Regions from separate parts of the Mus musculus genome. Here region 2 is linked to region 1. Evidence: chromatin contacts called from public Hi-C data. All regions are on one chromosome and are shown on one strand. The core of a region is the stretch at or near the end of the contact, and the rest is flanking DNA. Distances in the headings are between cores, read along the strand shown.

The links. A called contact is a pair of places that touch in the nucleus more often than the background predicts.
Region 2: a Hi-C map of the G1E-ER4 cell line shows a contact between it and region 1, with 2.8 times the contacts expected there. The contact joins two enhancer-like sites. A contact is called at or near these places in 1 of 39 promoter capture datasets (the SN4741 cell line), 6 of 484 Hi-C or Micro-C datasets (the G1E-ER4 cell line, LSK cells, bone marrow-derived macrophages and 2 more), 1 of 115 datasets of contacts at active chromatin or transcription factors (bone marrow-derived macrophages) and 1 of 9 other capture datasets (liver).

The regions. Positions count from the first base shown.
Region 1 is chrX:169,044,897-169,049,945 of GRCm38.p6, forward strand. All of the region lies in intron 1 of Arhgap6 (Rho GTPase activating protein 6), which reads left to right. Among named protein-coding and RNA genes, the nearest start is that of Amelx, 140 kb to the right of the region's middle. Within about 2 kb of position 2,910, at least 5 of the 459 cell types and tissues checked have an H3K27ac peak or open chromatin away from gene starts, as enhancers often do. A contact at or near this core is called in the G1E-ER4 cell line, where this site is marked.
Region 2 is chrX:169,217,109-169,222,257 of GRCm38.p6, forward strand. Arhgap6 (Rho GTPase activating protein 6) reads left to right here. Exons shown (of 13, transcript NM_009707.4): 2 at 3,090-3,249. Among named protein-coding and RNA genes, the nearest start is that of Amelx, 32 kb to the left of the region's middle. Within about 2 kb of position 3,118, at least 8 of the 459 cell types and tissues checked have an H3K27ac peak or open chromatin away from gene starts, as enhancers often do. A contact at or near this core is called in the G1E-ER4 cell line, where this site is marked.

The DNA of each region.
Region 1 (5,049 bases), core at 1,660-4,159:
TATAATACAAGAGATCCCTATTATGGCGTTACCACTGTAGCAAAGAGATGGAATGTTGAGTTTGCATAATAATTTGAAGCAGTGACACTCAGTGTTATTTCTGTATATATGCATACGACTTTCAGATGTCTACTAGGTGCTATGATCTTGGTGTTGATGGTCTGAACAAAATGTCAAATGATGGTCTGAACAAAAAAGCCTTGACTTTCATTTCAAAAGAAATGACACTTTTCCTCTTACTTTAAGCTATTGAATCATAAAGGAAATCATAGTGTTAAGATCCAAACAGAAAGGAACTCAGAATGCTCAACTTGAGGAGTGAACTATTTTTGACATGTTGGCAGAAGTGAGGCAGGCAATGAAGGGTGGCAAGGCACTCAGTAATAAGCTATGTGGAGCACTTGTCATGGAAGGAGCAGCAGTATGAGAACCTGACTTAGCACTGATTGGAAGAGATACTACCAATGTGTTCACAAGGCAAAATCTGGAGAAGCAAAAGCAGAGGGAAATAATCCATTCAAACCCTGACATCTTGGTTTTTCATTTTCCTATCTCCTTCTTGAAACAGCCCAAATATCCTACTGAGATGTGTGTCTAAGGAAGAACACCCCCCCAACAGAGAGTAGATGTTTTATTTTCTTTTGTTGTGGGGGGGGGGGGGGAACTTGTTGGCAAACAGAGATAACCAGCCTGAGTGTATGATGCCTTAGGAGTTACTTACTTGTGAAAGATCCATTATTCTTTCAGAGGGCTTCAAAGTTTCTTAAAGTGTTAATTAGAATGTTTAAACTATTCATGTATTACGCAAACTCCACTGACCTACACTATATATCCCAGTAAGTATTCATTTAAGGATCTAATATTCACTTATGTTATGAAATTTTATATATATATATATATATATATATATATATATGTATATATATATATACACACAAATATATATAAAACTTAGAAGAACACTATCAAGAGTGCTCTGAACAAATTTTACTAATAAAAACAAAACTAAAATGGACCATTTTCCCTCTAAGCTCATGACACTAGTCTAATGTATTGTGTTTTCTAAACAGTGGAAAACAAAGAATTAATTTAGTCTTTTCTAATTGAGAAGTATAGTTTTAGTTTTTAGCTTTAAAGTATTGTTACTTATGTCTTTCAGTTATGGACTAGTTGCAGCCAAAGACTGCAGTTGGCCCCCCCTTGTAACCTAGTTAATTTGGCAAAGGGAAAATTACAATTTCTGAGATCTTTTACCTCATTCTGTGAGCTGGCCTTTTCATTTTGTAATGATTTTCTTTACAATGCAAGATATATATATGCCAATTATATATCAGACAGAGAGTTGACACTTAGTGTATATGAAGACTGTAAAATTAAACACAAAATGATCCAGTTAGTAAATGGGCTAATGAACTCAATAGTTCTAAGAAGAAAAAAATACAAATGGCCAATAAATGCTCAAAGGGAGAGACAGGGTCAAGAGCTTTAGCTATCATGGAAATAAAAACTAAAATTGCTTTGAGACTCCATTTTACTGTATTCAGAATAGCTTATCATAACAAAAACAAGCAACAGAAAAGACAAAGGCCAACAAATGTTCGTGAGACTGTAGAGAAGGAACAACCGTTACGAACTTACAGTGGGAAAATGAACCGATAGAGCTACTGTGGGAATGTGCATGGAGCCTTCTGAAAAAAGGAAAAAGAAAAAAGTCAAAACTAGAATTACTATGTGATGTTGACATAGCAAGTAGACACTTGAATATCTATGCTTCTTGTTGCATCATTCACAATAGCCAGAAATGGATACCAAAAATGAGGTACACATATACAATGGAATTTTATGCAGCTTCAAAAAGGCACAATAATAACAACTGCAGGAAAATGGCTATATAAGTTTGTGTCAGATCAAATTAGAAAAACAAATAGCTTAAAACACACACACATATATTTATGATATCTTTCTTGCTTTTAATTGTTTCTTTGAATATAACATACAAAAAACATTGGAACATATGAAGAAAGATGCAGAGGCCAGAACCATGGACCATATCCTGACTCTGCTTTCTTGGCCACTTGAAGCATGTGCCTGATGTATGCTTGATACATGCATTACTGTCAAAGAAATTAATCAATAGTTTTATGTTTTTATCTTTTAGAAATATTTAGTTTGACCGTAGTCATGATGATAGCCAATATTTGTTGAATACTTGCCTTTAAAAATTAATAGCCTACCTATATCATTTCACTTAATCCTTTAAAAGACACCTTTATAATCTATGTACTGAACTACTCCCTATAAAATGGCATCTCTTAAATTATTCTCTCTATCCTTCCCATATTGGCAACATTCCTGATCCCATTGCTCATTGATCAGGAATAACAGGGAAAAGAAAGTAAATTGATAAGAGGTAAGCAGTATTTTGATATTCTGGTTAACAACCACCACAACTACCACCGCCACCACAACCAGAAATGAATGACATTCTTTTTGATATATTTGGCTAACTGTTGTGATATTATAATTCTCACCAGAAAAGTAATTTTGATTGAAACATGGCAAAATTCAACCCTGCCTGAATGTGTCTCTTGTTTTCTTTACGTGAGTGTTCTAATGGAACATCCGTTTCAGGAAAGACACCACAGGGCATGGTTGAACTCCCTGCCACCTAGAAAAGGTGCATGTGAACTGGCAGCTGTTCTTCATCAGTTTTCCAAAAGTATTTATGAACAAGGACAAACTCAAGCTCCTCGTGTATTTGCAGTGGCTCTGGGCAGCACAGTCGTCATGTAAACACTGGCACTCATGGCACACATGCATTCTTACTCACTTGGTTTAAAGGGAGTGGCAGTTCGCAGACCTCTCCTGGGGAAAAGATTGTCCCTTATCAAGATTAACTGGCTTAAAAACCCTGTAATTGCTGTTTTTTCTTTCAGGATGGCTGCAGAGTGAAACCTTATCATTAGGACACAGCCATAAAGACTTCCTGCATTTATTTGGTTCTCACCATTTTTTTTAAAAAGGTGTCACAAGTGCTGATGCTATCTGATTCTGCAAACATAGCACACTTTTACTTCAGTTAGGGATGTTTCACTATATGATTATGCTTTGATGCATATTGGAAAGGGAGATTATTTTTACAACCTAGACATATGGGAACTAGCCTTCTACTTTCAGTAAGGTAGGCAACTAAGACTACATTGCCAGAACTCCTTAACATCATGCATTGCAAATATTTGTAAAAGAATAATAGGCTCTTCTTGAGAGTCTAAGGACATCTTCGATTTGAAGAACTATGGGATCTTCTAGGACAGTGGTTCTCAACCTTCCTAAAGCTTTAATACAGTTCCTCATGTTGTGGTGACCTCAAAGTTATTTTCATTGCTACTTAATAACTCTAAATTTTCTACTGCTGTAATTCATAATGTAAATATCTGTGTTTTCTAACGGTCTTAGGTGACACTTATGAAAAGATCATTGGAATCTCAAAGGGGTCATAACCCACAGGTTGAGAACTGCTGTACTCTCTGTACTTTTTTATTAAATGCAGTATCAATATAAAGGATTGGTGGTAATAACACTTACTTTATAGTGTGTTATATGAATGTAGAATTGTGTTTGTATCAGTTAACTATTGTCATACTAATGCTGTTTGACAGACTACTCTGACATTCAGTGGTATCAAATACCACCATCAATCTTCATGGATCAGTGGGTCACCTGGACTGGCTTATATAGGTAGAGCTCAGCTATTTAATTGGAGGTCCGTAAATCAGTCCCAGCAAACATTGCTCTGTTGAGAGCTCTTGCTGCATGTGTATCTATTCTGGAGTTCAGGATCGTGAGATGAGGTTTACCTAGGAGAGCCACAGAAGTAGAAGCACAAGAAGACAAGTACAACCAACTTCATACTCTCAAGGCATATGCAGGTTAGCACATTGCTGTTTTCTCTTACTTCCCATTCATTGGCCAGAGCAAACCACATTTACAAAGCTACTGTTATCTTGGGTAAGGAAAATGCTTTCCTTTCAAGATGGAGCTGCCAAAAAGGTGAGGGAAGAAAGTTAAGAAATGTAGGAATGCACTCACTACACACACACACACACACACACACACACACACACACACACACACACACACACATACACAGAGAGAGACAGGGAGAGACAGAGACGGAGAGACAGAGAAAGAGAGATGTTTAATCAAATATCTGAGAGCACTAATATTTTTAAGAAGATAGAAATACATCTATCCCATTTTTCTTTCAATTTTGTCAGTTAATTCTTTTAGGAGAGGTAGAATTTCATCTTCCTTACATTTCCTTACAGTTACCCCAAGCCCACAGCAATAGTATAGGAATACATTTTAAAAGAATATTATAAAAACATGTTCATGTTTAAGTAGATTTGCTACAGTTTTCCCTGGTTTCTTTGTTTTTAGTAACTCTGGTTCCTCAGACTAGCAAAATGGAGGTATTTATAATTACTTCCTTGGAGAGTCAACAAATTCTTTTTATTGTTTTTATCTATCTATCTTCATAATCATCATTTATCTATACATACATATCTATATCATCTATTCATCCATCCATGTATAATTTCACTATGAGCAATGAGATGGAGACTCACTCTGTAGCCTGCACTGCTCTGGAAATCACTATCTGGCTTAGTCTTCTCTCAGACTCATGGCATTCCTCTGCCTCTGCCCCTTGAGTACTAGAATTATAGATGTGTACCAACACATCTGGTTAAAGTTTTCTTCCTTTTAATATATAGACTTATTTTTATTTGATCTGTATGGGTGTTTTGCTTGCATGCATGTCTATGAACCATGTGTGTAATACCCATGGAGGCCAGGAGAGGGTGTCAGATCCTTTGGAACTGGAGTTAGAAACTGTTAGGTGAAAATATATGGGTGCTGTAAATTGAACCTGGATCCTACAGAAGTGTTCTTAACCACTGAGCCACTTCTCCACCCCCTCAAAATTTATTCTAATTGGCAAAAAAATATGTTTATGATATACAATATGACTTTAAGTATGTCTGCATT
Region 2 (5,149 bases), core at 1,868-4,367, 170 kb after region 1:
TGTGCATGTTTGACAGCAATAATTTCCCCACCATGATTCTGACATACTGAGTTGACAGAAAATAGTTTGACAAGAACTATATCAATCCCTTCCTGGCCCTCTTGGATTGGCCAGTTTATTATTGGGTGTGGTTAAAGAGATACTCCAATTATAGAGAAGCCCTAAACACATAACAAAACAGCTTGCTGTAGGCTCAACCAAAATTATTTCAATCAATTTTATTTCATGGTAAACTCAAATCTGTTTGTAAAGATTTGCAGATCAGCCCAAAAGAATTACCTTTCTAAATAAAACATAGACATTGAGTTTTGGGTTTGCCTTTTAATTCTTTTAACTAAATGTGGATACATAGACTTTTGATGGGAAAGAAATCTCTTTAGTTGACATTGTTGGTGAGGTCCTCTCCAGTTAAACAAAACTCTATTTTATTGAGGTTTTTGTTTGTTTATTATGTATTATTTTGTGGTATTTGTGTTTCTTGAAGCTGGTTCAAAAATAGCTCTTAGGATTTTTCTTATGTGCATAACATAAAGAATCCTAAATGATATTCGTAAAATACATAGTTCATGCCTCTGATAACAAAATGTATAAATGATAAGATTTCCTGGCACCATTATTTTAAGGGGATTCTCCATATTCGAGCTTAACAGCAGATCTAATATATACCCTGTCAGGGTTCCTCATCCTCTGAAATATTAGTATTTTGAATCAGATAGACATTTACAGTGCAGAAATGCTTCATGCATTATAAGACAGTTCATTGTGTCCAGCCCCCTCTCTCCAGATTTCTGTCTCTGTCTCTGTCTCTGCCTTCCTCTGTTTCTCTTCCTCTCTCTTCATTTCTCATTGGAATATCTTTCCAAGTTTGAGTCAAAATGATTAGTCTCTGTCTTTCTGTCTCTGGCTTATTTGATAAAACAATTTACAAAACTATATAGCAGGCTACATTTGGCTAGTGGTCTACATACATTCTCCCAATCTCAAAACTATAATTTATGAATGATTCATTCTGTCTCTCTTTGTCTCTCTGTCTCTGTCTCTGTGTGTCTCTCTCTCTATCCCCCCCCCCTCTCTCTCTCTCTCTCTCTCTGTGGGGGGGGGGCTTTTTCAGATAGAGTTTACATAGCCCAGGGTATCCTCACACCCAAGATCCTCTAGGCTCTGAGTCCCCAGTACTGAGCTCACATATATACACCATCATGCCCTGCTGCCCAATATTTCTGCACTTCTTATCTCTTTATTTTCAATGTGTTCTCCCCCTGAGTGTTTTAAGACATTTCTTAGCACCCCTCTTTCCTTTTCAGATCTGATTGTGTTCCTCTTTTAGTCAGTGTTCCTCATATACTGGTATTTATTGAGAAAAAAAAACGAAAATCTACTTTGCATTGCTTACACAGAAAACTTTAAGGAGTCTGGCCTAGACTTGTGCTTTGTTTTGCTCGCTGCTATTTCTATCTTTCCAGATGTATAGAATAAGTCTGTTTCCTCATTTGTGCTGGGAAAACCCTTATCTTTCTTAGTCAATTTTCAAGTCTCCATCAAAACATTACCTTCTCTACAATGCCTTCATTGATCTACAGACAGATGGTAACGCTCTGTCTTCTAGGCAGCCATTGCATTTGACACATGTTTCTAAGATCATAATATGTCTAGTTTCTAGATTGTGTTCTTGCTACCTGAAAGGTAACACTTTAAGGACAGAGGCTATACTGTTATCTGAATAATCTCAGGCCTACTACAGTGCTTACTATGAGGTACGTACTATTGAATATTGTTTGAATTAGCCATGAGGATAGAATAATAAAAACATGGTAGGAATGTTATGAATCAGTTAATTTCATTCATAAATTATAGTTTTGAGATTGGGAGAATGTATGTAGACCACTAGCCAAATGTAGCCCGCTATATAGTTTTGTAAATTGTTTTATCAAATAAGCCACAACATAATTCTTTTATAAATTATCTATGGCTACTTGAATGTCCCAGAGGCAGTTAGGTTATTGAAACAGGATCAAGAGGGCCCACAAGGAATGAAATATTACTCTATGACCCTTGGTAAAAACAGAGGCTGCCAATATCAGCTAAAAGGTAGTAGAATCCTCTATAGAACAGCTTTTTAAATACTTTTTCAAAGGGATATGTAATTTTATTTTTACACTTAGATAACAAAAAAGAGCTTCCTTAAATATTCAAATTTCATATCTTAAAGATGAAAACGGGCTAGCAAGATGGATCACTGAGTAAACTAGTGTCAGGGATATGAGTTTAATTCCAGGAATTCCAGAACACAAGAAAAAAAAAAAACGTATTGTGTCAAGTTGTCCTCTGATCTCCATAAGTGTACTGTGACACAACTGTGCCTGCACACATACCCCCAAATAAACAAAAATTAAACAAAATTTAAAGTTACAAACATATTTATTGTTTCTTATCCAGGGAAAAATGCAAATCACAAAGTCTTGAGCACGTATATATTTTAATATCTGCAGGGACTCCTAAAATAGATCCCCTAGGATACTAAATAAAATCATATTGTTATATAGTATAATTTTGCAATATAATTTATTCAATGCTACAATTATGATATTGGTAATGTAAAAAAATGCTGATCACCTCAACGAGTTGCTAGACGAATAAAAAAGCATACAGCACAAACAATGATACACCGTACTCTCGCAAAAAAAAAAAATTGTTCCCTCTATGAAATGCACATAATAGAAAGTACTAGCACAGTTTTTCCTGTTATGAAAATACACACAAAAATATATTTCCCATATATATATATATATATATATATACATACATATATAGAGGAAGTAGGTTCCTCACAAGCACATGGTTTTCCTTAACCTATGCATGCGCCATCAAATGAGAACTTTTAACCCAGAAGCCAGGTTATGTTTTGATTTTTTGCAACGGACTAAGAAAATGCATACTAAACTAAGACAGGATTTGGTTTGAGGACTAGAGAGCCAACTATGGAACACAAATGTGAAATCTGTTTGCCTCTGTTTCTGCCTAAGAGAGAAGGAAGTTTGTGACAAATGAGTGAACTGTGTAACGCTTCTTGTTTTTCCCTTGGCCGGCAGGGTGACTTCACCTGGAACAGCATGTCTGGTCGTAGCGTGCGCCTGAGGTCAGTCCCCATCCAGAGCCTCTCAGAGCTGGAGCGGGCACGACTGCAGGAAGTGGCTTTTTATCAGTTGCAGCAGGACTGTGACCTGGGCTGTCAGATCACCATCCCCAAAGGTAAGGCCCTGTTTGCATGATCTGCCTTTCTGTGGGGGGTCTGCCAGCCACCTGTTCTGCCAAAGCCACAGGCTGCACATTATTCTCACGGCTAGCATTAACACAGAGTGGAAACTACAGCTTCTTAGTGGATAGCTGGCATCCCTGCCCATTTTGAAAGACATGTACAAACAAGACAATGTACATGCTGGCTAAATATTTTTTAAAAAGGTTAACTGGGGGTTGGGGGAGGAAAGCCAGGCATAACTCAAAAGTTTTCATGGATTCACATCAACCAAGAAGAATGCTTATAGAAAGGTCAACTAAAAAGTTTGGAAGAAAAGCTGAGACAACTTGATTTCAAAATAACTATCTAGGAAGAATGTCTCAGATCTGTTATTAAGCTTGCAGGTTTGATCCCTTACACACTGAGAATCTGAAACATTATTGCCAAGAACTTCATTTGTAGCCAGTCTCGGTAGTATTTTGTTACTGTGACACTTGAGTCCAGGCACACTGCTTTCCTGGTACTTTAACACAAGGCCTGATTCCCACAGACCTGAGAAGAAGGGACCTGAATTCATTTAGTCCATAGAAAGCTGTCTCTGAATGATTACTGTCATCTGCAAAGGCAGTTTTTATAATTGCATGACAGAGAAAACTAACTTGAGGCAGAATGAAAAAAACTGTAATTTATTATTGAAACTATAGTAAACTTGTTCATAAAGAGTTTTGACCAGTGGGCTTAAAACAAAAAATGAAAGCAGAAGAATGTAGGCAAGTGTCTGGAAGGTAGACATGTTATTAATATTTATTCATCAGATAAGTACATGAATACATGCATATTCTACTTCATCTCAAAATTCCTCATAGGTTCCTGTGTAGAAGGCTTTATCTGTATTGCTGAGGTAAGGCTTTAGGGACGCCACGGGATTCCAGGGGCTCTGACTTTTATCAATAGGTTAACCCACTGACAAAATGCATGAAGGAGTGGATTGTCTGGAGGTGGTGAAAACTGGAGGGGATGGTACTTAGAGGGAAGAAACTGAGTCTAGTCCAAGCAAGGCCTCCTCTCTGACAGTCTGCCTACTTGCCATCATAAACCATGCAGTTTTGTTCTACCACAACGTGCCTCAAAATAAGCCCAGAAACAGGGGATCCAAGTGACCATGGACTAAAACTTGTAACACCATATATATGTATGCCTTTTAAATTGTTTATCTCGGATATTTAGTTGTATCCATACATTAACAGAAAAACAACTATCATAATATATAATGTGTATGTGTATGTGTATGTGTATGTGTGTGTGTGTGTGTGTGTGTGTGTGCACATGCACAGGTGCACGTGCATGCATGTACAATGTGGTTCTCAAGTAGAGCTGATCTTGCCTTTCATCTCCCAGAGGACATCTGCCAATTTCTGGCCATCCATTTGGCTGTCATACTTTGGGAGAAGGTTCTATTGTCATCAAGTGGGTTCAAGTCAGAAATATTGATAAATCACCTATAATACATATGACAACCTTCCTTCACTGTCATTATCAGGTCCCAAATATTCAGGACCTAGGCTAAGCCATTTCACCTTACATACAAGCATATGCTCAATATTCTTTCATTCATGGTGGTGATGGGTCTAGGCTTTGTTTTTGTTTATTTTGTTTTGCTTTTTGACTTGGGTGTACTAGTTTAGGAGTCTAAAGTCTAGAACCTAAGTACCCATCTTATCATCCCTCCATTCTCACACTAGCCATTTGAACTTAGGCAATTACCTTTGCAATAGAAAAGTTGGTTATTGACGCTACAAATAGGACAAATTTTGGAATACAGAGTTTGACATTGGATAGTGAGTCTCTGAGCCATGCTTTGCTTTTTCTTTAGGCTGAAATCTCTGATACTCTGTTGGAGGATGTGACAGAGTT